Linked DNA regions of Hordeum vulgare: region 2 is linked to region 1. Evidence: chromatin contacts called from public Hi-C data. All regions are on one chromosome and are shown on one strand. Each heading gives the region's core, a stretch centred on a gene start, on an enhancer-like site or on the middle of the called end of the contact. The rest is flanking DNA. Distances are from core to core; before and after follow the strand shown.

Evidence for each region. A called contact is a pair of places that touch in the nucleus more often than the background predicts.
Region 2: a contact with region 1 is called in a Hi-C map of leaf, with 2.5 times the contacts expected there. The contact joins two enhancer-like sites. A contact is called at or near these places in 2 of 6 Hi-C or Micro-C datasets (leaf and seedling).

The regions. Positions count from the first base shown.
Region 1 is chr1H:507,458,886-507,464,978 of MorexV3_pseudomolecules_assembly, forward strand. LOC123420577 (a long non-coding RNA gene) reads left to right here. Exons shown (of 2, transcript XR_006619147.1): 2 at 1-823. Among protein-coding and RNA genes, the nearest start is that of LOC123420577, 4.1 kb to the left of the region's middle. Within about 2 kb of position 3,601, at least 3 of the 3 cell types and tissues checked have open chromatin away from gene starts, as enhancers often do. A contact at or near this core is called in leaf and seedling, where this site is marked.
Region 2 is chr1H:507,553,516-507,560,248 of MorexV3_pseudomolecules_assembly, forward strand. No RefSeq gene overlaps it. Among protein-coding and RNA genes, the nearest start is that of LOC123451652, 21 kb to the right of the region's middle. Within about 2 kb of position 3,061, at least 3 of the 3 cell types and tissues checked have open chromatin away from gene starts, as enhancers often do. A contact at or near this core is called in leaf and seedling, where this site is marked.

The DNA.
Region 1 (6,093 bases), core at 2,351-4,850:
GACAATCTGGTCCAGAATATCAATGAAATGATACACAATTCTTTGCGTATTCGCAAAGAAAAAGACAATCTGGTCCCAGAATATCAATGAAATGATACACAATTCTTTGCGTATCCGCGAAAAAAAAAGACAATCTGGTCCCAGAAACATAACATGCACCTTGCACGGTGTTCTGCTCGTTTGTGTGGCTTAGCTTTGAAGATAATATGTGCTTCTTTTCAGTAAGTAGTAATTCACTAACCAATCTTCACATATCCACATCTCTCCTTTGTTCAAATGATGTTTTCTCTTTGAGATGTCAATTTGTTTCGTGCTACTGTTTGACATGCTTCTTTATGTGAGAGGGATAGAGAAGGGGATGGTGCGAATAGTAGCCATTCTTGGAGAGCCCTCTCAGACAGCAAGGGATAAGAGGAAGACGAGCAGGCGGCCATGCGAGCTGCGTTATGGTCCCTATCGCAGATTGTGGCCGTCAACGCCTGCATTTCTCTGTTTCCAACATATACTGCATCTTTAGCATGATGGCATACAAAAACTAGACCAGTGGAAAGATTTTAGTTGCATAATCTTCAGAACACATAAACACATCTGATATTCTTCTTTAGTTACTTGTATGAAAGCCAACTCCCTTGGGTCAAACTTTTAAGTTTTGTTTTGCTGTAACTTCCAACTTGATGAATCCTCGTATGTTCCTTTTTTCTTCTCTAGTTTTTTTTATCATACTTCTCCCCTGTATAGCATGCCTTTTGTACACACTTTTCCCATCTACGCAATCCTGCAGTTCCATATGTTTGGCTGCGCAATAATGAATTCTTCGCGCTCATGTCTCTCATTCCTGCCCCAATTTTTGTCCCAACCAAAATGACTCCTCAGTTTTTGTTCTGAACTCACCATGACTGTTAAGTTATTCTCTGGGCTCACCAACTGCACAAACTGCATTAGCCTTTTTTGCATTACCTTGAAAAAACATGTAAATCCAACTATAGATAAACGCAACCCTACCCTGATTAAAGATTTATGAAATTCCAGGATCCACCTTCTGTCCTTCCTGCTCAGTTGATACATTTTCTTGAATTTTGAATTTTATGCCTCTGATTTTGTGCCAATTTTAACCGAAAATCTCAGGCTCGGTCCCGCAAGTCCTTGGAGTTGCCGAGGGTGGGGAAGTGTCACTTGCCATTGAGCCAGCCACGCTCATAAGTCAAAAGCAAGTGTGGATATGACATGCATGCCACTATATACTAGAGGGAGTATATCTCATCATCATGGTCGCTTGGCACTAGCTAGTACTCCCTCGTCCCAAATTAAGTGACTTAATTTTGTAATAAAGTTAGTATAAACTTGAGTCGCTTATTTTCGGACGGACAGAGGGAGTATTTGCCACTGTTTCTAGTGAGGTTTGATATATACTACTCCACTCAGGACCTGTTTGGATTAGTGTTTCAGCTCGTTTCTGGCCGGTTTAAGATACAGACCTTCTTCCATCGTTTTCATTCTATATAGAAATCAAGAGGTGACCTGTAATTTACACATGTAAAAGAAATACACCTGTAAAAACTTACACCCATTCCAAACAGGGTGTCATGTTATCTTGCTCAGTTTCTTCTTTCAGAATGTTGGTTTCGTGTGGGTGCTTGGTTCTATTCTGTGCAATTCAGCTAGCGCTCCATCCATGTTAGAGCAACTCTAGCAGACCCCGCAAAAACTTGACCTGCAAAACGGGTTTGCGGTTTCACGAAGATCGCGTTTGCGGGTCGAAAACTAGCGCGGCCGAATAGAAACCGTATCTAGAACTGCATAATTTGAAAAAAACACTTTCGTGAGAGAACATAGATCATGATCAACACACTACAAACATAGTTCATACTACATACTACGTTAATACTAGTACTAGAGGGGGTCGGATCTGACGGCGGCGAGGTCGCAGCAAATGGACGACGCCGTGGAGGAGAAGGACGCTCAATCCTCCTCGCCGGAGCTGCAGAGGTCGATGTACTTCGCCGTCTGCTCCTCGCGGATGCGGCGCCACTCCTCGTACTTCTCCTTGGCGGCGAGGTTGGCGTCGACCGCCTGCCGCCACTCGAGGTCTTCGAGCTCCTCGGCGTGACGTCGGTGCTCCGCCTCCTCGCGCAGGCTCCGCTTGGCGATGGCGGCCGCAACGGCGTCGACGTCGGCGACATAGTCTTCCGGCCCGACGACTCCGCGGCAGCCGAGTGAACCAGGCTCCTTGGGCTCCTCCTTGACGGGGACGAAGTCGAACTCGTCCGGCTCCTCCGGCTCCTCTGACCACTCCCTCTTCACGGGGAGAAGGCCCGCGCCGGAGGAGGAGGAGCTCCCGGCGCATGAACATCTAGTGGAGGAGAAGGACGCGCACCGTCGGTCGTACTCCTCCGTCTCGCTTCGCCGGAATTTTTACGGGTCTGCGTGTTTTGCGGGGTCTGCTAGAGTTGCTCTTATCTTGGTCAGTTTGCGCCTACGCGGGCGAGGTGCTGCAACGGTGATATCGGTTGGTGTGGTGCTCTGGTCTCTTTGCTGCCTTCAGAGATGGTAAGCTGCGCGGCGTCGGCGAGGTCTGAAACCTAGCGCGTAGAGGCGCTGGGATTTTGTTATGGTTCCGTCCGTGATTTCGCATTATCAATTTTCCATCGGGAGAAACTGTCCGTTGGAATTGGAAGACAAGGGTTTTGTAGCCTGCCTGCTGGTTTCTCTCCAACTACAAGTATTTAACGTTGCAGAAGAAAAATATATTACAAGTAATATTTGTTTAGATACAGAGAGAGTAGCTAGTAGCGTACGTGCGTGCTCACGCAAATGCCGACGTACTGTCCTCGTGCGTGCCTCTGAACATCGTTGTCTGCATTTTATAACGCCAGCTAGCGACGTGAAGCACCAGTTACCAGCCCAAACGCAGCCATGCGATACATACACACATAAGGATGCAGAGAGGAATGGGCTGAGAGGCAGATATTCCAGCGGTCTTGCCCGACATGCCGGCCGGATCCGGATTGATTGGCAGCATGCCATGGCGTCTGCCTGGGTTTGGCGCACTTGACTTTGACCAACCACCGGTTGACCATCTCGACGATTGGACAAGGGGAGTGCTCTACGTGGGTGCGCCGGTCGAAACTTTTGTCCGACCGCACGCGGACCGCACGATCCATCAACCCCGTGCGTTCGCACCGTTGGATCTTCAATTCTTCATGCAATATTTTTCCTTCGATGCAACCGGTTGTAGCAAAAATTAACACGGTTGTAGCAAAAGTAAAAAACATCGATTGTAACGAAAAATTCGAAGAACTGAAGTTGCAACCAAACATATATGCAGCAAATATAACGCTGGTTGCAACAAATTTACAGAAAAAAATATTGTATAAAAAACGTTTGTATCAAAAAAAACACGGTTGCAGCAAATTTGACGAAAAAATATTGCAATCTGCCAGCGAGGCGTCCGGCCCGCGCGCGACCGGACGAACGATTCGGTTGAAAACGATTCCCATTGGACAATGAAGAAACTTTGTACGTACTACTACTATATACAGTACATGCACTCCTACTCGCGTCATGCTGTCGTACGTCAACGGGAAGCATGCAGGTAGGCCATAGCATTACTAGTCCGTAGGGACACTAATTGGCCGACTGGTTGATCGCGACTCCATCACACACGCAGGTGAGGCTAGCTAGGTTAGGTTAGGTACCACACCCAGCCTAACTAACGTTAGGTGTCAGTGACGTGTCACTAGTGGGCAAATCTAACACCCTATACGCCGGACTGCTATTTATATATCCTACCCAACACTCATATACCTTAAATTTAGATTCTTAAATACATGCCCGTCCATCATACACGTCAATATCACACATAAATAATAAATATTAATATAAAAAATACATAGATCTTACATAAAAATAATTCAAACATTAGCTCTTTAGTTTCCGTTGCGGATCCATATATGCTTTACAAGATCACTGAATAGCTGTGCGTACACATGATGACCTCAGACATTCTGATGCATCTGTAAAAAGTTCATAAACTATTTTGCGTCTTGATCTTCCGTGGTTTGTACTTGTTCTTCAGGCGCTTCGATATCATTGGTTTGTCATACTCATCACCCTCATCCTTGACAATCATATTATGTAAAATAAAACAACATGCCATTACCTGCCATGAAGTTTTTTGTTTGTCACATTATTGCATTTCCACGAACAATTCTACAACGAGGTTGAAGCATTTCGAATGCCCTCTCCACATCATTCTTAGCTGTTTTCTGCATTGTTGTAAAGTGGTTTTGTTTGTTGCCTTGTAGTTCGTATATTGTCTTCACAAACGCCGCCCATCGAAAATAAGTAAGCCATGTGAAATCACAAGGCAACTGAAGCAAATCTGGAAACAATGCTTCACAAACATCCCATGTCGCACCAAACGAAGCTGTTGCACGGCAGCGATTCCCCATTACAGAGCCTCCTTAATAAGGGAGATTGTTAAAGCACATTGGTGTCATTGTGAGAACCCGGTATTTCAAAGAAAGCGTACCAAATTCATAAGTCATGTGATGCCACTACTTCGAATATAATGGTGGCCTATTTGGTGTGACATTGGTACATTCCTCGTAAACCTTTGGGTCAGTTCTTCCATTACCAATGTATGCAAGCAATTGATCCGAGCATACCTGGAAAACCCTTGCCTCTCCAATAGCTAAAAAAAATTATGTGTTGTACACATTTGGTTCTTTCAGATACTCTGCTCCAAACACCTGTATCATGGCGCCGACAAACCTAACAGTAGTTTTCACGCATGTGCTCTCCCTCATTCGGACCATCTCATTAATGACATCGGCTGCAATAACAAGTGCAACCATCCACAAAGCAGTCGTGCGTTTCTGCTTAGCGTGGAAAGAAAGTTGGTCGCTACAATCCCTAGTGGGGTTGAAGTAATCACCATGTGTCTCAACTCAACGTGCAAAAACAATGGTTTGTGCATCTGAAACGCTCGTGAAACCATGGATTATCCAGAAAATTTGGGTCCTGAGCAAAGTAGCCCCTTTACAACAGTCGCGCTCCAGAGACACTATCGCGATCATTAACTCTTCTCCCTTTAATTGAGGCCTTGAAGTTCAGAATATGCTTCACCTTGTCAGTCAATTTTCTCTGAGCATGATCATATCTGTTTCTTCGTTTGATTCAAACGAATCAAAGAAGTCATTTTCAATTATTTTATAAGGCTCCATTGGTCCATACACCTTCTCCGCTGAAGCATCGTAATCCACTGTTATCCCTACAAATTTATAAAAACAAACATGGTCGGACAGTGTATCGAACACATCAAGGACAAGGTGCAGCCCGAAAGTTGTTGGACGTACCTCAGTGGCGTCCGGGTCGGCAACGATGTCCATGCGGTGAGCTCGGATGGAGGGACGGCTGTGCCGGTGTTGTCAAAGCTGAGGCTTGGAACAATGGTGGAGTAAGGGTGGCATTGGAGCTATGAGACGTCCCGTGCGAATAAAAAAGAAAAGAAGAGATACCAAATGGGATGGGTAGCTCGGGAGGAGGGGGTGATTTGATGCAATATGTGGCCGGGTCGGGTTATCGGGTCCGTCATGTCCGACATAACGGACGCGTCCGGTCATGGCTGAGCTACCCATATCCGGACTATAGTTAGACTGAATATTATCAATCAGACTGGACGTTTGGGCATCCGTCTAGGTTAATTTTTGTATCGATTATTGACCGATCCGTCCATCCAAACGTGAAAGCAGGGTTTGAAACGTCCGGCTATAGACGTTCTTGGACAACAACTTGTCAATCAGCCAGCCTTGGGCTAATCATCCTAGCCCTAGTAGAAGAAACCATGAAATCCACCTTAGATCTACCCATCGTTTTCCTCTCTTCTCGGTGGCACTCCAATGCAGGGAAATAAAATAAAATGCCCAAGTCAATTCACTTACGTACTACTAATTCGTTATTCATTTTAGCCCGGAACGACACTGATGGTTACCCAAAAATCCGGTGAGCAAAGTTTACGGGGGCGGGCCGACGATGGAGCACGTACCCATCAACCACCGCTGGCGGTGGCGGTGGCGGTGGCGCCCTGCCCGG
Region 2 (6,733 bases), core at 1,811-4,310, 94 kb after region 1:
GGGTAGTCCTTGGGTAGGACCCATAGGGCAGGCCTATGACCCTACCCTAGGACTATAACCCCATCAGAGGGCGTAGTAACATTGAACCTTTCATTTATTAGTTTGTAGACTCATCTTGTCTTGATATGTGTTATGTTACTCACGCTACTCATAGTGGGAAGTATCATATACTTGTATCATGCATATGACACTAGTGTATGGTATTGTCTTCATAGTGCCTAGTAGCATAGAGTAGTATCATATATGGTCTTATTTATTGACATGCATGACACAAAATGATACAAGATTTAACATGATACAATATCTATCCATGGTACTCTAATCCTCTCTCTCATCTTTAATTCTCTGCCACGTCAGCATGTTTACAATTCCCAAGTGCATGATACTAGCTAAGATACCACCACTATGGCCAGCCTCATAGTATGAGTAACTAGCTATGTCACTCATTTTTTATCTTTTCTCATTCATTAGTTGTCACGTCATATTTTTCGCTTAGGTGACATCTATTCCCTTTGTTCCTAAATATTTGTTGTTGAGAAGAAATAGTCTAGTTCTCCCCAACAACAAATATTGTGGTACACAAGGAGTGTGTTACTACCTATGTTACTTCCAACGTGGGTAGTTGAAGGAGTTGCATCATAACCTAGGTGTATGAAGATTGGATGAAGAATATTAAATCAAAAATTAATTGTCATAATTACCCTTGTTTGGCCCATTTGGAAGATTGGGAAGAGCCAACCACTATGTAAATTTTCCATGTCAATAACTTTTAAAAAGCAACATGCAAATCCTATTTAGTGTGTTAGCAAATGACAATACTACCCCCGGTCTGGTGTATTGAGATTGCTAGGAAGAGCTCTACAACCAAGACATGAGGTGAGTGGGCCAGGGATGTTAGAGCATCTACAGTCGGACATAACAAATATGCCGCCTAAACTTCCGTGGAGGCGCCCATGCAGTGACCGCCGGCGTTTGAGGCGTCCTGTTGTAGTAGCTCTTAGTCCCTTCAGATTTTTTAGCCAATTATATCATAGCTTATCCTCCCTTTAAAGCAATCATTATAAAGGCCATGCAAAACAGTTTTCTACTAACTAACTAAAAAAGACACGCATCACATTTAAGGAGGAATGCATGTGGATGGGAGCATTATACAGAGAGAGTTATGAAACCAATATATGGATGGGAGTACTAGTGTCGTCCTAGCTCACTCGCTCTCGCTCCACCCTCTCCTTTCCCTCTCCAATTTCGATCACATCCACTCCGATGTCGAAATCCGGCAGTCGCTCGGACTCCGACAACTCTGACGTCGACTACGACGAGGAGTTGGGTCTCCACATTGCCTTGGAGCAGTACAAGCTAGACACCGGCGACAGCTCTGAATCTGCAGCGTCGCCGTGGCTCCCTCGCCAAAGCTGGACCCTCCTGGCATGTGTGTAGCTCCAACAAGATAGCGCAGCCCGCACCGGCCCCGTGACGTCTTCTTCCCCTGTCGGTTGCTTCCCCAAGCGGGCAGCGATGGGTTCTAGTGCCCGCTCCGCTAGCCCGCACGTCCACTCTAGAATCGGAGGCGCGCGCCGCCTGTCACGAGAGGCAGCGTGCAAAGGAGAGGGAAGCAGTGAGCAGTCCGACTGTCGCCGTCGCAGTATGCCGGTAGAGCCTAATGAGGACGGACACCTCCTCGCATGAGTGTACCGCCGGTCTCAACGGCAGAGACGGACGTTCCCCGCCTCCGACGGAAGAACGCCAACGCACTCCGGCTTGCTATTGAGCAGTTGGAGCTCGTGGCGAAGGAGGCAGCGGCGGAGGCGGCTCAGATCGCCAAGTTGAAGCGGGAGCGGGAGAGGGTGGTCCATCGGATGAAGGGGCTCATCGTCCTCTTCGATTCCGATGATGGGGATAGCGGCACCTCCTCCTCCGACGACCAAGACCCTCCACCAGCCGCGGATGGCTACAGTTGTGCCAACGACTGAAACTGCAAAGGCTCGAAGAGGAAGTGGTCATCCCCCCACCCCCCCACCCCCGATATCTTTATGTTGTTTTTAGTTGTAGAAATTTAAGAGCTATATCCGGTGAACTTAAGATGATCTTTTAATTTGTGTGATGTTTGATGTCAATCTTATGTTTGTTAGCATCCGATTTTATTGTCTGATGTTTGATCACGTAGAGTAGCTCAACGTTGCATGTGTAGTATGAATATATGATGTCCTGTATGAGATACACGGATGTGAAAAGGCAAACATGAGACGTGCCCGGTCAGTTCCTACTCACAGACCCGAACACGTCGGTGGGTGTTTGAGGGGCCGAATTAGCCAATCACGGATGTAGATACTCTAACGCATGTGTTTCCTAAGAGCATATACAATCGCCGTGTATCTCTAGCTCAACACCTCAAACGTCGTGGATGCATCCGGTCAGTGACCGATCATGTCTGTTTTGAACCCGTATTTGTTCGTTCGTGCAATCATATTTTTCTTTTTCTTCCTCATATGTCCGGTCACTTGCACGTGATTGGTGAAGATGAAAAGAATAAAAAAGAAAACAATGCATACAAAAAAAATGGTTCGACGTGAGGTTGCGTCCTACACGACAGATTGACCGGATGCATCCACAAGTCCCTATATCATTTTTATATTTATCCTGAATATGATGGTTCATAAATAGCCCCAACAAATACGGGTGATATGAGAGATTAGGTTAGATCGGTTTCTTCCTTCTCTCTTTAGTCCATGATGGTTTGAAGAATCCGGACGTAGATGTTCTAAGCCGTAAGTCCCGGATCTCCTTAGTCCTTACTGTCAACATGTTGAAATCTTATGAACACGTAGCGTCTGATGACAGTCGGACAAGATAGTGCCGCGTGTGTAAGCGTGTTGATGTCGCTGCTGCAGGGGCAGCAGTTTACACCATGCTTCTTGCTGTCGCGGCTCACAGCTCACACCCTATGACCGCTACAATTTCACACTTAATTTCTCTCTTTTGTCATCTGACGATCGACGTACTGCTTGTGGAAATGTGCAATTCCCGGGAAAAATGGCTGGCTGGAGATCGATGGCGTCAAGTGCGTGGCTAGTAGCAGATCAGCGTCGGCCGATCTGTTGCTGTCGACATGAATGTTTCAGGGATCACAGACAGCGACAGATACTAATTAATCGCTGTTGCACTCGTGCGATATACTATGAGTGAGGACCGACAAACATGGCTGATGGCACATGCGTTCCCACGCCCGGCGTTCATACGTTCGAAAGCTGCCGCGGCACAAGCGACCTGCATCTGCATGCGTTTTGCCAACGCCACACGCGTAACACTACGAGTTGCACGCCGGCTGGAGAGCAGACGCCTCGTCGTCGTCGATCGCCTAGCTAGCGGCGCTAGCTAGGCGACGCCGCACCGCCGCGTGATGGGAATGGAGCCGTCAGCCGTGCTCCGGTCGGTTGGTCTGTGTCCCCGTCGGCTGGCCTGCTGAATGCGAGCAAATCGTCTGCAGTTTCAGAAAACTGGCCGCGAAACCAAGGCAGGGAACTAGGAAGTGGGTGTTCACTGCACACTGTCCTGCGGGCCCAGGCCTCCTTGGTAAAAAAAATGCAAAAAAAAAAAATCTAGCTTACCATCATTAAGATTTTCACTGCATGCGAATGAATTTGTACCCCCTCAATGGTGGAGCAGAGCATCTGCTGTTCTAGTTCTGTCTCTTGGCACATTGAAGATTGATGCATCAAGTCAAAGTAAAAAGTGCTCATTCTCATGATATTTTTCTTCCTTGACGACAAATCCTGATGATCAAACGTGGAGCAGTAGTATGAGTGTTGAAACTGACGTGATCAAACGGTGTCAAAGGTAATCAACAACCCGCATGAATGAACGAATAATGATTCTCTTTTTTCTTTTCTTTTTTGCGGGCCGGAGAATTAATCCCTGGCTTCGACTCCAAGTCGACACTCCCTGATTCCCCTAGCTCGGTGTTGGAATCGACCCTAGGCTGGTATGGACGCTCATGATTCCTTCGTTTACTTTTCTTCATGGAAAACTCATCTGTCGCAAATACTTTAAAAAACTGGCGCCAAGATCTTCAAGGAATCTTGTCGACTCGCCGTGTATCATCATCTCCTCCCAGACCGGACCGGACTGGATCAAAGAGATCGCCTGTCTAAATACAGGTTATGTGTAGAAAATAATACTTCCTCCGTCTCAAAATAAGTTTCTTAAGCTTAGTATAACTTTATACTAGAGCTAGTGTAAAGTTGAGACAGTTATTTTGAGACGGAGGAAATACAATTGAAGAACTATCAAATACGAATCCAACAAATGTAATCTTTGATGACATGTATTACTATTTTGCTAGTTAAATATGTGATCAAACTTTAACCCATATAAACATATGGCATTATATATTCAATGTGGCATGTTAGATATTGCAAAATAAGCAACAAAATTAAATGATGCACTTGGAGACCCAAGATGAAAACCACAATGGATAAATGATACTCTTATTCATGAGGCACAAAACCTGGGACCTTCTACAAGATCAAAGAGGTAAAAATGGCGTTGACTGTTAATGGGTATAAAAATGGCATTGACTGTTAGTACTGAATCAGGAATGCTGAAGTTCTAGCTCGCATGGTGATGAAGGACTGCAAGCTCTCATCCACACATGTGTCCTCTTCAAAAAATCTTCCAGTATATGAAGGGGGGGCCTTCAGAAAGACGAAAGCACAAAATATAGAACTGTTGTGGGAGCACGATAATATTTGACTTTGTCAAGACCAAATATATGTTAAGATGGTTTGTCAATGTGTACGTGTATACTTATCGCCACCCATTAGATAGCCATTGAGCAAATTGTACCATATGTTAAGCATACTATAAATTTGGGACTTCAGTTTAGGCGTTCTAACTCTACTTTTGTTTATTGCCTTTTTTTTATGTTGATTGGGCGGGCTGTAGCGTTGATTGAAAATCAATTGGGGGTCTTAATGTATTTCTTGGACATGACATAATTGCGTGAAATGCTAGAAAACAAGTCACATTGTCAATATCAAATACATAAGCTGAGTATCAATCTCTGGCAAATGCAGAAGCTGAATTATTTAATTGGAATGATTGCTGGAAGAGTTAGGAATTAAGCAACGTCATATCTCATATATATGGTGCTGGGAGAGAGAAGATTTTCAGGACAATGGTCCAACCGCACCTATAGTGATGTAGACCTAAAAACGTTAACCTAGGGATATGGGCAAGATTAGTAGAGATGGAGATCACTTATGCCAAATTGCCAATTATATGGACCATTAAGGCTATTCGTAGTGGGGAATATCATATACTAGTATTATGCATATAGTATTAATGTATAATACTATCTTTATAATATATATCATAGAGTTGTATAATATATGATCTTATGTATTCTCATGCATGACATAATGTAGCATATCATTTAACATTATACAGTATCTATCTATGTCATTCTAATCATTTCTGTCTCTTTTAGTTCTCTGCTACATCAACATGTTTGCTATTTCTAAATGAATGATACAAGCTATAAGATGTCATCACTATGACCAGCCTAACAGTTCTTAGACTTTGGACCATAGGTGCTAGGGCCCATTAAAAATAAGTGCTGATGTGAAAAATACGTGGCACCTATTTTTGTCTAGATGATGTTTAGAGCATCTATAATCGGACCTTTCATACTCGTCTCAAACGTTCGGACGGGCTATATGATCACCGACCGGTCACAAAAACGCAACCCAACTGGACCTCTCAAAGCCGTTTCAAATGCTCGGACTAACCGACTCCATTCATATCCAACCCAAATATGGGGAGGATATGGGGCGCCAGAGCACGCCCACCATGTAGGACCAACGATGGGGTCCCATGCGGAATCGTCCGAAAACCTGGCGGTCTGACGAATGCCTCCTTCGTCGTCATGGTGTGAACGTCGCGTGGCACCACTCCGGCTCATCGTCCGAGGCCAAATCCGGCTATTTAAACCGGTCGGTGTCCCCAACCCTAGCCCATCCACCTCCTTTCTCTCTGCACTGCCACTCGAGCCTGTCCGCTTCCTCTCCCCCGCTCTCATGCTCTTCCACGCTCTCCGGCATCGCCATGGTCCAACGAAAGATCACCACCTACGCGATGCTCACGCCGAAGCGCTGGAGGTAGGTTAAGGAGGAGATCCAGGCTAGTCGAGCCACTTGCATTGTTGTCGGGCTGCTTCCAGACTCATCGGAGTCGGAGAAGGAGGAGCAACAATCGGAGGAGGAGGAGGGGAAGCAACAGACGGAGGCATGGAGGTGGCGAATCCGGAGGAAGACGAGACGGATCAGCCTACTCTGGGGTTCAACATGGCGGAGGCAGAGTTCGTCGTCTCCCAAGCCAAGGAGATGGCTGAGCAGCAGGCCATCCTGGAGTCCATCCATGATGAGGCCAACGTGGAGGCCAACCGGCAGTTCCTTCGGCAGAAGCATGCGTAGGCTCACGGGTTCTTCGCCGAACTTGAGGCGGAGATAGAGGAGGAGGAAGCCGGAGCGGAGCAGCAAGAGGGGGCGGAGCTGCAGCTGCCGCGCATGTACCCATCGGAGGGCACGAAGATAGTCCACAACTCCACGAGGAGTAGCTAGGTGATCTTGTAGTATATATGTTTTTTTGTTTGCATGCTTTTGTATGAATTTAAGAATCTAGTATGAGGTGTTCGAATGCAGTTGTGCTAATTTGAAGCATGCCCGATTACTCCCAC